Linked DNA regions of Mus musculus: regions 1 and 3 are each linked to region 2. Evidence: chromatin contacts called from public Hi-C data. All regions are on one chromosome and are shown on one strand. The core of a region is the stretch at or near the end of the contact, and the rest is flanking DNA. Distances in the headings are between cores, read along the strand shown.

Region 1 (4,204 bases), core at 656-3,155, 220 kb after region 2:
GAAACGCTTGAGGTAGCAGCCTAGAGGTGGGGACATTTGAACCCATTTCTATTTCCTGCCTATTGTCCTGTGCCTGAAATTAAGTTATCCTTGCGTGAGAGACGTAAGCAGCTTCCTTGGAACGCCTCATTTTCCTTCATATTCAGTGGCATTGTTTAATTCACTTGCCTTGCTTCTTTAAGTTATATACAAAAGTGTCTGGTACCCAAAGAGAGACTTCAAGATGGACAGTGTTGGCAGACGTGACACTGTGTTATCCTTGCTGTTTTCTGTTAACCCGGGTAAACGATGCTCCACTTGTGGTCTTCCTGAAACCAAGAAGACAGAGCTTTGTCATTAAGCTTGACTGTAAGGCCCGTACAGATGAGTCTTGTTGAGGTTGTGCCCTGCAAGGTTTCCTTCTCTTGTGAGGCTATGCCGGGGCCTAGCAAACATAGAAGTGGATGCTCACAGTCAGCTATTGGATGGATCACAGGGCCCCCAATGGAGGAGCTAGAGAAAGTACCCAAGGAGCTAAAGGGATCTGCAACCCTATAGGTGCAACAACAATATGAACTAACCAGTACCCCTGGAGCTCGTGTCTCTAGCTGCATATGTAGCAGAAGATGGCCTAGTCCGCCATCTGTGGAAAGAGAGGCCCATTGGTCTTGCAAACTTTATATGCCTTAGTACAGGGGAATGCCAGGGCCAAGAAGTGGGAGTGGGTGGGTAGGGGAATGGCAGGGGGAGGGTATAGGGGAAGTTGGGATAGCATTGGAAATGTAAATGAAGAAAATACCTAATAAAAAATAAGAATAAAAAAATAGAGTACTGGAGTCCCTGTGAAACTGGATCCTGTCACTGGGATCAGTAGAGTGGTTTGAACCGGGATCCAGGAAGTATATGTGTTGACACCTTAACCCTAATTCCTGTTCATGGACCTCAGAGGATTGGAGGTGGCTAAGCTTGGCTATGGTTATCAGGGTGACATCCATGGGAGACTTGAGGGGTTTTGGAAGAGCAGATGAGAGAAGAAGTGGACACTTTCTAGCTCCATGCTACACCACACACTTCATTATGACTACTTAACATGAAGCCCTCATTGGACACCAAGCAGAGACCAGGCCCTGGTTCATACTCTTGGACCTCTCAGGCCCCCATGAGCTAAATAAACTTCTCTCCTTTATAAATTACTCAGCCTTTACCTTTTGTTCTTAAATCAACGGAAAGTAGCCAAAGGTCAGAAACATGGCCAGGACCCACCCAAAGGATTTGGTCCCTTTGAAGACTGCAGTTTAACACAACTGTCACTGCCAACTCCTTCCTAAATTACGTTCTTCATCCACCCGGTACCCAGGGCACTCAGCATGATCTGCAGTGGAAGGGAACAGCTCGTAAGAAAGGATGCGGCATCTCCCTGAACAGCTCTATTTAACAGTACCATTGCGGGCCGGAGAGGTGGCTCAGGGGTTAAGAGCACTTGCTCCTCTTCCAGGGGACCTGGGTTCAATTCCTAGCACCCACACAGAGGCTCACAACTGTCTTTAACTCCAGCCCTAGGGGATCTGATGCCTTCTTCTGTCCCCTACTACCCACACATAGACATCCGTGCAGGCAAATATTCACACATATTAAAAATAATTTTTAAAGTAACATAGCATAAGAGTTTTACTAGTTTTCAGACTAAATTCCACAATTTTAAGGTTCTGTCTGAGGTAACAAGAGGCTGTCCTGCCGGTGACACAGGCTTAACTGCCTGCTTAAGCCAGCCTTGGAATCAGCATGGTCCTGTGGCTCTGTAAAGGGCCACACTGGGGACAGCGAGGGAGCACAGAGTCTGTTTTGCCTGCTCACTTCTCTGAGGAGAGACTCCAGAGATCTGCCTGCAAAGACACATTCCTGCCATAGCCTGGGTGCGCTTGCCCTTTAAGGCGGGACTGGATCCAGCGTGAATCGCAGACTGTGCCGAAGACCTTGTCCAGTATAAGCAGAGCAGGCCTGGAGTTTTAGTATTTGGGTGTTCCAAGGCAACATTTTGCTGAGAAGTATTAAAGTGTAACCAAATCTTACAGAGAACACACTGTTCCTGCAATATTTCCAGGGCATCTGATCAATGGGGGATATGAGAAAGAGAAATAAACAAAAAATAAAAAATAAAAAAAAGACAGAGAACGGAGCAGGCAAGCGTGCTCACAGGAAACCAAGCAGAGCAGAGGAAATGATTCTCAAAGTAAATACAGATAGCCGAGGAGAGAAAGCTATGTCTGTCTGTCTTGCTCTGAGCCTGGGTCAGGCTACGGGAGTCTGGTGGGGCTATGCTGGGGATTTTTATCTGGAGCCTCCTCTCTCCATAAGCTCAGCTGTCAGAGGCAATGCCAGGAGCAGCCAAGACAAAACCCAGTCAGGGAAGGAGGTACGGTTGCAGGATAAAACAGTATGGGAGCTGAGGGCTGGCTGCCAGCAGGCCAGGCATCCCTGAGACCCAGCAGGAATTTTACTTGAAAGAAAGCAGGGCTCTTGGTGAAGGGTGTGGATCCGATCATTGATGTGAACTCAGGGGACTCACCCAAGAGGACTCACCCAAGAGGACTCACCCAAGAGAACTCTGTGGCTTAAGTCTTGTCAGTGCTAGAATAGTTTCCTACTCACTGGGCCCCAGAACACACAGAATACCTTCTGGTATCAGGGACATGTGTAGAACATGACACCTACAGAGGGCGGGCTCTCGTCCTCAACAGCATTGACACAGGGTCACATTGTTCCTGGCTGTGGGACAGTCATGGGGATTTTTATGGCAGTGGGCAGCAGCCATGGCTTCTTCACAGATACTAATAATACTTCCCCTATAGTGTCCCCCCCCAACCCCGACCCCCAATGAGTTTAGACGTTGTCCCTGGGGATTGGTAGGAATGGTCACAATCACCACTGGTTGAGAAACCATGCTACAGATGAAGGAACCTCAACCCAGAAAACACACATGGTACCTCTGAGGCTGTGCAGGGAGAAGCTGCGAAACCAGATCCTCAGAGAACCGGATCTATCTGGAGCTTTTGTCTTGCAACAGAAAAAGACCACCCTGTCCGGTCAGCCCTGAGCAGTCGGGAGCCTGGACTCCACGTCTTCTTTGCTGTCTCTCTGTCAACTCTGTTGCTCCATATCTTTGAGTCTTGATGTATCAAAATGGGTTTTGATGAGAACATCAGCCTACAGGGTTCTGGGCTGAGTCCAGCAAAGCTACACAAAGCAGGCAGGGCATGAGGCGAGCAAAGAGTGTCGTGTACAACTTCCTTGTAATCTGACACAATTTCCATGATTCCTAACTCAGGTCAGGTTCTTATTCATGACCTTGGCTTGAATGAGGTGTTCCTTTCTAGCTTTTAGGTGGTCCCTTCTGTCTGGGATACTTCCCACCAAGCTGTTCATATGGCTTTCTCTTCCTCACATTAGGAGATAGTTCTCTTGCATGTCCACAGAGAAGGTAGAGGGTTCTTTTTTTTTTTTCTTGAATGAATATGGCTTTATTACAGACAAGATATATGACAAAGTTCTCCGTGTGGTAAAGTTCATAGGTAACAATAATTTCAGAATGACATGCACACGAGATGCCCTGTATGGACACACTTACAATTGTGTAACACATAGTACTAAGAGAGGCATCAGGAACTGCACTTGTATGACACTCAGGACTGAACGAAACATACATCTGCATCATTCAGACCTGTCATCTACCCACACAAAAAAATGCTCAAACAAGAAGCCAGCATCCTCGCCCCTTCAGTGTTAGACTCACAACTTCTGAGACTTTGCATTTACCTTTATAGCGGAAACTTTTCAAATATAAGAATTATGCTACAGATTCCCCACAGGATTTTCTTTTCTTCATATATATATGAGATCTCCAGTAACCTTAGTTGGATATGATTTTCTTTTTCTTGAGACAGGCTTCTTATACTGCTTCCCTATAGTAACCCCAGAGCGGTAGACAGAAACAGCAGCAGTGGGCAATCTGCTGGGTAGAAAGCCTGCCTACAGGCGCCCATGAAAGTATCAGACAGTAAGGAGTTTCCTTAGAGAATGCCTTACAACCTAAACTAGGGCCTCATTATGAAGTCAAAACCCACTGAAGGACAGCTGTGTGCCTAATTTACCAACCGAATGGAAGCTGTCCCTTACTCTTGGTCAGTACTGAGAAGTGGCGACCAGTTGGGAAGTAGCTGGATCAGAA
Region 2 (3,927 bases), core at 418-2,917:
CTATCTATGCATCTATAAATCTATCTATCTATCATACATCTATCTATGTATCTATCCAAACACAGAGGAGGGAAGAAAGGGGAGAAGGGAGAGGGAGGGAGGGAGGAGAGAGAGAGAGAGAGAGAGAGAGAGAGAGAGAGAGAGAGAGAGAGAGAGAGAGAGAGAGAGAGAGAGAGAGAGAGAATCCTTTAGGAGAAAGGATTTGTCACATTCTGTGTTTGTAAGCAACTTTACTATTGTAGACAGTCAGTGTATTATCACGATGGCCCCTGGTGTATGTGCCATTACTGAGTATTTGGGGGGTGGGTTCAGGTTCTAGTTCTGTAGCCCCAAGTCCTTGGAGCACCATTTCTTAAAGCATTCTGTTTTAATCGTGTTCTTATGTGATTCATAGAGTGAAGTAAAGTTTTAAGGTAAATCTTATTAGGATGTGACTATTCTAATTTGAACCAAACAGAAATTCAGTTCCCGAACTTCTCTGGTATGCGCTCAGCAGGAGACCTGTGAAGTGAGCAAGACCTCTGCCCCTCCCTCTGACAGGCGACAGGCCTTCCCTGGTGTCAAGGTTGCTGGTGGAGGAAATGAAACCAGGACAACAGGGACAAAGATCATATAGCTACAGAACAGCAAGAAACTTGAAGAATCCGTGGCTTGAGTCTCCCTTTCCTCAAGGCTTCCAGTGGGTCTCGCGGCTTGGTCCAGGCAGTTGATGGGGTGGAATGCTGAGTGTGGGGGAGACTAAGTCTAATACAACGGGCAGCGAGCATGCCTGTGTGTCCTCCAGGGGGAGACATTTCTCTTTCTCCCATGGCTGTGTGTTACCCAAAGCTAAGGTGGTCAGTGACACATTTGCAAGGCATGTCTCTGGGACACAGAGCAGAACAGGCTTGCAGAGCAGCTGCCCTCTGTGAGACTGAAGACCGAACGACTGTCTGTTTGCCCTCCAGTCCACACTGTCTAGAGGCCAACTGCTGCTCCTGGCCAGCAGCGCCTCAGGCCTTCCCATCACCACCCCAGAGAAAACCGTCAGAAGAGCATTGGCAGTTGTATGTTCTTACAGGAGGCCTGGAGTGTCCTGTAGGGACCACCGTAGGGACAATAAGAGCCAGGGACATAGCCTGGCACTTGAAAGATCTGCCACACTGCCCAGTTTGATTTTACGTTTCTCCCTTTCAGCCACTGTTTAGCTGTTCAGTTTACTAGAAATGTCTGTAGTTCTTAAGTGGCTGGTGGCCATTTTTCAAGGACTTTCTTTCTTGGTGTCATTCCTCTTAAAGAATGAACTGCGCAACCACATGCGTCTAGGAGGGTGGGCGAGAGAAAGGAGCAGGCACAGGATTCAAAGAAGTCAATTTAGCTACTTATTAACCGTGCCTGGAAATGTGAAGAGGAAAAGGTGGGAACTAATGACTCCAATGGGTGTTTGAAAAGAACTGGCTCTTTTGTTCCCAGCTCCGTGAACCCTCTCTTTGGAGAACCCAGAGCTGGTCCTCAGTCAATGAGTGTGGCAAGGATCATTTCAAGAACAAATTGAGGAAACGTAGGCACGGGTCTTTCATCGCCTTTTCGCGGTGATTAGATTTATTTACCTCCCTTGCTGGCCCCTTCTCTTTCATGCTTTCCAACCGCTTTAAAATCAAGAGTGAAAAATGAAACCGAGTTCCGGCTTTTAAGAAAATGAGAGAGGGTGGGGGCTGGGCTGGCTGACAGGTGCACACTTCCTGGGAGCCAGAGAATAGCAAGAAGTTTAAGAAAAGAACTGTGTGACCATAGCTGGCCTTGCCTGGGAGAAAGTCACTAATTGAAAGTCTGGCCAACGTTAAATGTGCTGGTGAAGTGCACTGATTTATTGGGACCAGTGTGGGGGAAAGGTCTGTGGAGCAAATTGAAAGAACAAACAGGGAAACGGTGTGTTTTCCTCGCCGAGAGATAGCTCCAAACGTTTGTAAAAATCACTTTGTATTTCAATCCCCCTGCAAAACGGTGAAAAGTTCTGGTTCCTAACTTCTAAGAGTTACTGTGAAAACCCTTACAACATCCCTAAGGTGTTCCTTCCTTGCGTGGGATCCTGTCATCCTCGTGACCGTGTGAGTTCGGGGGGAAGCAGAATTTTGTGAAAATGTTTCTCTACTTTAGACTTTTCTACAACTTTCTACCCAATTAGAGGATGTTAGTGGGGTTTGCTGCGTAGTGTGCTGGTATTTTGTGACTCGCAGGCGCTGATCTGTTTCCCTGGCTGTCTCACAGTTCATGAAGAAGTCTGCTCTAAAAAATGGCTTCTCACCATTCTGAGGGCCATCCCATCCCATCCCATCCCATCCCCCCCACCCCATCCCACCCCACCCCACCCCATCCCATCCCATCCCACCCCATCCCACCCCACTCCATCCCATCCCATCCCACCCCACCCTACCCCATCCCACCCCACCCCACCCCATCCCATCCCACCCCACCCTACCCCATCCCGTCCCATCCCATCTCACCCCACCCTACCCCATCCCACCCCACCCCACCCCATCCCATCCCACCCCACCCTACCCCATCCCATCCCACCCCACCCCATCCCATCCCACCCCACCCTACCCCATCCCATCCCATCCCATCCCATCCCCCCCACCCCATCCCACCCCACCCCACCCCATCCCATCCCATCCCACCCCATCCCACCCCACCCTATCCCATCCCATCCCATCCCATCCCATCCCACCCCATCCCACCCACCCCATCCCATCCCCTCTTCATCCTTCTCTACTGGGTTCTCAAGGCTTGCCCTGAGTCAGTTATGGGTATGCAGCATTTACATTGCCATTATCAGTGACAACATGCAGGGACCTTAGTGGCACTTGGGAGTTAGAATGCCTTCATCTTGGAGATGAGGAGACACAGGTCCACAGAGGTAAAGAGAAGCATCCAAGGCCTCGACGTGTTTATTTCATTGATTTCTAGAATCAAAAGTTATGAATCCCTTACTCCGAGGCTGCAAGACTCATTCAGTGTAGTACATCACAGAGTGGGAGGGAGGAGGGGGAGGGCTGCACAGAGTGAATGAGAAGTGTATGTGTAGCCACAGCTTGCTATTCAGGAATCTTTTCTCTGTGTTAAAAACGTCATCAAATTAGAAGTATAAGCATGCATCTTTGTCCTATTCGAGAAGCCTGACTTGCTGTCACTAGAAGTCATATTTGTCAGAAAATGGGCATCAACTTTTAGGACAAGATTTATTTCTGGTATTTCTCTCTTTCTCTCTTGCACATGTATGTGTGTTGTGTGTGCATATGCACATATGTATGGGCACATGCATAACAGTGTGTAGGTATATGCGTGTACATGCAAGTACACATGTGAAAGCCAGAGGTTGAGGCTGGTGTTTTCCACTATTAACTTTATCTTTTGAGAAACATTTGTCCCTGAACCCAGAGCTCACCGGGCTGTGGCCTGACACTGCACCCCTCCCTCCCTCCCCCTCCCTCAGCTGTGACAGGGTTGCAGACACCTGTGCCTGGCTCCCTACGTACATGCTGGGGTTCCAAGTGTTTATACGGCAGGTACTTTATGCCTTCTGCACCATCTCTCTCATTTCTACCCTGCTCTTACAGTCAGGTCTCTCATTGGCTGGGAGCCTGCCGATTTGATAAGGCTGGCTGACCAGTGAGCTCCAGGGATCTGCCTGCTCTGCTTCCACAGTGCTGGTGCCCAGAGCGTGGGCCATCGTGCCACATGGGTTCAGGGGATTGAACTCATGTCCTTCTGTGTGCCAAGCACTTCAGATATTGAGCTGTCTCCCAGCTGTGCTATCATGATCTTAAAATAGTGTTGCATTAGTACAGTTTTATAGCACTCACTAATGTGACAATGTATATTTTATCTCTAAATTGACTGATAAGTACTGATTTAGACAGCCTGTGATGCAGTGTCCTACATACCTAC
Region 3 (4,000 bases), core at 255-2,754, 150 kb before region 2:
TCTGTATTTGTATATAGTCAAAATTAAGAATGAGATCATTTTAGCAAGCCTTCTATATCAAGAAAGTATAAGATATAACTTTGCTCCCCAATTCTCACTGATAGCATTTAAAAATAGAAAATGGAGCTTTTGGTTCAGAAACCTGTTGATGAATGCGTCTTAGAGCAATCTGCACTTTTTAGATGTTTTACATGATCTGCAGTTTTTCCTCCTAGACCTGGGGACTAAATTCATGCTCTTCGGCTCCTTGGGCAAGTGCCTGGCACTGAGCTAACCTCCAGTCCTCTTGCCTTGCCTTCTCATGTTACTAATACAGACTGCCTCTAATAGCATTCAGTGTTTACAATCTGTCCTTTTGTATAACAAAGCTTATTAGTTTTGAGGTATCTTTTATTCCCCTACCTAATGGCTATAAGAATTTGAAGAGTCAATGGAATAGGCCAATCTTAAGGTTTTTTTTTTGTTGTTGTTGTTGTTTTTGTTTTTTGGTTTTTTTTTTTTTTTTGGTGGTGGTGGTGGTGGTGGTGGTGTGTGTGTGTGTGTGTGTGTATGTGTGTGATGTGTCTATGGGGTATAGGCACATCATATGGACACATGCAGACATGCTATGGCATGCATGGAGGTCAGAGGACACGTTTCTCCTTGTTTTTCAGTTGACTGCAGGGACAGCCAACCTGTGTGAGTTGAGCTGCTAGACATCCTCCCCTGCTCCCCTGCGCCTTCTTTCTCTGGCAGGAAAGCTGATGTGGCCCTTCCCACTTGGATGGAGGAGTCCTGAGTGCAGGACTCAGTTTGGGCTCCCCTCACCGCTTAAGGCTGGGCCATGGAGTGTAAACTCTCTCCTTCACTACCTGTTGTGAAGGAATTCTCCAAAGATTCCACTAAGCGTTTGTTTGAGCTTCTCCGGGGTGGGCTCCTCCTCAGGAATTCATGGTGTTGGCTCTGGGCACCCTTCTGTGTCTTCTCGCTCCTCATTTGTCTCTGTCATCCAGCGTTTCCTCCAAACCCTGGTGTACAATCCCACAGGGCACAGCCAGCTTCTCCCTAGTCGCACGCAGATATTTAATTAAGATGCTAACCGGGTCCTGCTTGCAATTCAGTCTTCCTGGTCTCACCAGCAACCTCTTTCGTCACCTAATTTGCATTTTACCTCAGAGTCTCCCTTCCCGCACTCAGCAGGGTCACAGTATCTCCTGACTGCTGATAGAAGAGCTCTGCCTGCCGCAGGCACCACCCTGACTACGGCTCCGGGTTCACCTCAGCCATGGCCCACTTTCCCTCTCTCCTGCTCTCATCCTCTCCCACGCCACTCAGTTAATTGGCTTCCTTCTTGAGATAAAACCTAAGGCTGGGCTCTGAAGGGATTTCAACTGCCTAAAACCCTGCGCCCCCAGAGCGTGGGCCTGATGAGGCTGGTTTGGGACAAACAAACCAGAGTCCTGGGGGCAGAAGCAGACTGGGTTCTGGCAAGGCCAAGGATTTAACTCTGTAACTCACACCATCTCCTTCCTTATTCTGGAAGTCTGTCAGCCAATGGGAGATTTACCAGTGTGCACTTCCCCACTCCTAAGCAGAGAGTGGGAGGAGACTATTCTAAACCAGAGAATAACATACACAGATTGTTTTTCAAAGTGGCTTTTCACCCCTCTTCCCATGTGCACTACGCTTTGATGATGATGCTCAGTTACTCAGAACTGTCCTTAAAGCTCAGGTTTGCATGTGGCAGTAATGCACTGCAACAGTGCATGCATATTACCCCAGCATGGCAACAGTGCATGTGAGTCCTCCCAGCCCCACAACAGTGCATGCATGTAATCTCAGCACTGTAAGGCAGGGGGGTTAGGAGCGCAGCTCCTGCTTCACAGTGAGTTCAATATCAGACTTAAAAAAAAAAAAAGAAAAATATAAAATAGAAGAAGTGAAAGAAGAAGGAGATAATGATGAAGAGAAGAAAGTATAAGAATATGAAAAAGAAGAAGAAGACGTAGAAGAAGGAGGAGCAGGAGGAGGGGAAAGAAGAAGGAGGAGGAGGAGGAGGAGGAGGAGGAGGAGAAGAAGAAGAAGAAGAAGAAGAAGAAGAAGAAGAAGAAGAAGAAGAAGAAGAAGAAAAAGAAGAAGAAGAAGAAGAAGAAAAGAAGAAGAAGAAAAGAAGAAGAAGAAGAGGGAGAGGAAGAAGAAGAGGAAGAAGAGGAAGAGGAGGAGGAGGAGGAGGAGGAGGAAGAAGAAGAAGAAGAAGAAGAAGAAGAAGAAGAAGAAGAAGAAGAAGAAGAAGAAGAAGAAGAAGAAGAAGAAGAAGAAGAAGAAGAAGAATGCAATGCTAAAATCCTGGACAGGATGAGGTTGAATAGTTTCTCTTGCTCCCTAAGCCGTATTGTAGGAAGAAGTGACAGGAGGTGGGTGTGAGTTAGTGGAAAGTAAGCCTGGTTTGGAAATCAGAAGCCTCAGCAATCTTCTGCGACTCTTCCTGTGTGTTTCCCAAGAGGAGAAGGCTGGGCTGACAGATCTCTGCAGTCCTGTCGCTTTAGCATCACAGTGACACTGTAATCCTCATGGGAAGTGTCACAACCCTCTCTTCTTTCCATGCTTAGCTAGGCACAAGGGAGAGGTGACTCTGCTCAGTGACAGCAGTGGGATGAGAAGGCATGGGGCGCTTGAGGGCTGGCAGGAGGTGCTAGTACTCAGAAGAGTAGATCTTCATTGCCTTTATTAGTTATTGGCTGGAGGAGGAGAGGGAGGTAGGAAAAGGAGAATGGAGAGGGGGAGGAAGGAGAAAGGAGAATGGAAAGGGTGAGGAGGAAGTAGAGATGGGGAGAAGGAAGAAGAGAATGGGGAGGAGCAGGAGCAGGAGGAGGAAGTGGAGGGGGAGGATGGAGGAAGAGGAGGATGGAGAGAGGGGAAGAAAAAGAGATTGGGAGAAGGAAGAGGAGGATGGAGAGGGGGAAGAGGGGGGAAGAAGAGGACCTGAAAGAGGAGTGAGCCACTGATCTATTGCTAATATCAGATGCTAATGACTTAGACTAGTTTAAATGGGATAATTGAGACATGAGCTAGGAGAAATGAACCATAGCAATTGGCCCAGGCATTAACTCATATATTAGAAGTCTCAGAGTCACTGATTTGGGAAACTTGTGCATGGGTGGAAGAGCCTGCGGTTACTCGTGACCTAGTAGGCACCTGTGGCTGCTGTGAGTCCCTGCAATGTCTGTGTCATGCCCTTCTCCCATCAGCTGACACTTACATTCCTCCCCAGTGTTCCTGGAGCTGAGAGGGTCTGTATGAGTATCATTTGCTCTCAGTACCACGTGCAACGTACGTCTTTAATTAAGACCGAGAGTAGCATTAGCTATGTCTACGGTGTAAGCATCAATATTTAGACAGCAGTGTGATGCTGAGTGTTTATCCTTAACCATGAGTTATGCTTCGTGGAACTGATCTGTGTGGTTGTAAAGATCAACTTTCTACCTATTTATCATATATTCCTTTAAAAAAATAGTTTTCTTGTCTTCCAGATTTGCTTCTACAGAAAACAAAGCCCAGTGTCTGAACCCTCGTGGCTAGCTGAATTCCTATGCTTAAACGTTGTCACGTGGATATTTATTCTCTCGTTTTCTGCTATCAGTACCTCAGGTCTGTTAGTGGACACAGTAGGGGCTGCCACCTCCCACGCATCAACTCATTGCGTCTCTATCTGAGCACAAATGCCAAGGGCTTGAGCTTACAGTTCTCTCTGCCTCCTGCATTTCTTCTCAGGCACATGTAAGGGTGACAGTTTTTCTTGACAGCTGGAGGAAAATAGGCAATCTAGTGAGTTCTCTGGACAAACACAGGAATTCAGGGTAGGATGCTGTAATATTAAAGAACAAAACTCAAGGGAAGAAGAGGAAGAAGTAACGTTGGGTGAGAGACGCCCTTGGGGGTCGTCTGCTGCAGCTTGAATGTTCCCAGTGTAGGTGCTGTCAACGTGAGAGTATCTAGAGGCATCACCTGTAAGAGATTAACT

What was found. Hi-C and Micro-C count contacts between places; a contact is called where the count stands out from the background.
Region 1: a Hi-C map of the N1E-115 cell line shows a contact between it and region 2, with 6 times the contacts expected there. The contact joins two enhancer-like sites. A contact is called at or near these places in 1 of 15 datasets of contacts at CTCF or cohesin (large pre-B cells), 2 of 484 Hi-C or Micro-C datasets (the N1E-115 cell line and cerebellum) and 2 of 115 datasets of contacts at active chromatin or transcription factors (T-cell acute lymphoblastic leukemia and large pre-B cells).
Region 3: a Hi-C map of the N1E-115 cell line shows a contact between it and region 2, with 4 times the contacts expected there. The contact joins two enhancer-like sites. A contact is called at or near these places in 21 of 484 Hi-C or Micro-C datasets (CD8 T cells, the N1E-115 cell line, the NIH/3T3 cell line and 15 more) and 2 of 115 datasets of contacts at active chromatin or transcription factors (extraembryonic endoderm stem cells and pancreatic cancer cells).

The regions. Positions count from the first base shown.
Region 1 is chr16:93,070,067-93,074,270 of GRCm38.p6, reverse strand. No RefSeq gene overlaps it. Among named protein-coding and RNA genes, the nearest start is that of Gm30474, 60 kb to the left of the region's middle. Within about 2 kb of position 1,905, at least 53 of the 459 cell types and tissues checked have an H3K27ac peak or open chromatin away from gene starts, as enhancers often do. A contact at or near this core is called in the N1E-115 cell line, where this site is marked.
Region 2 is chr16:93,290,076-93,294,002 of GRCm38.p6, reverse strand. No RefSeq gene overlaps it. Among named protein-coding and RNA genes, the nearest start is that of Gm30588, 30 kb to the right of the region's middle. Within about 2 kb of position 1,667, at least 98 of the 459 cell types and tissues checked have an H3K27ac peak or open chromatin away from gene starts, as enhancers often do. A contact at or near this core is called in the N1E-115 cell line, where this site is marked.
Region 3 is chr16:93,435,360-93,439,359 of GRCm38.p6, reverse strand. The region is part of intron 1 of 1700029J03Rik (RIKEN cDNA 1700029J03 gene); the gene reads left to right. Among named protein-coding and RNA genes, the nearest start is that of 1700029J03Rik, 22 kb to the left of the region's middle. Within about 2 kb of position 1,504, at least 26 of the 459 cell types and tissues checked have an H3K27ac peak or open chromatin away from gene starts, as enhancers often do. A contact at or near this core is called in the N1E-115 cell line, where this site is marked.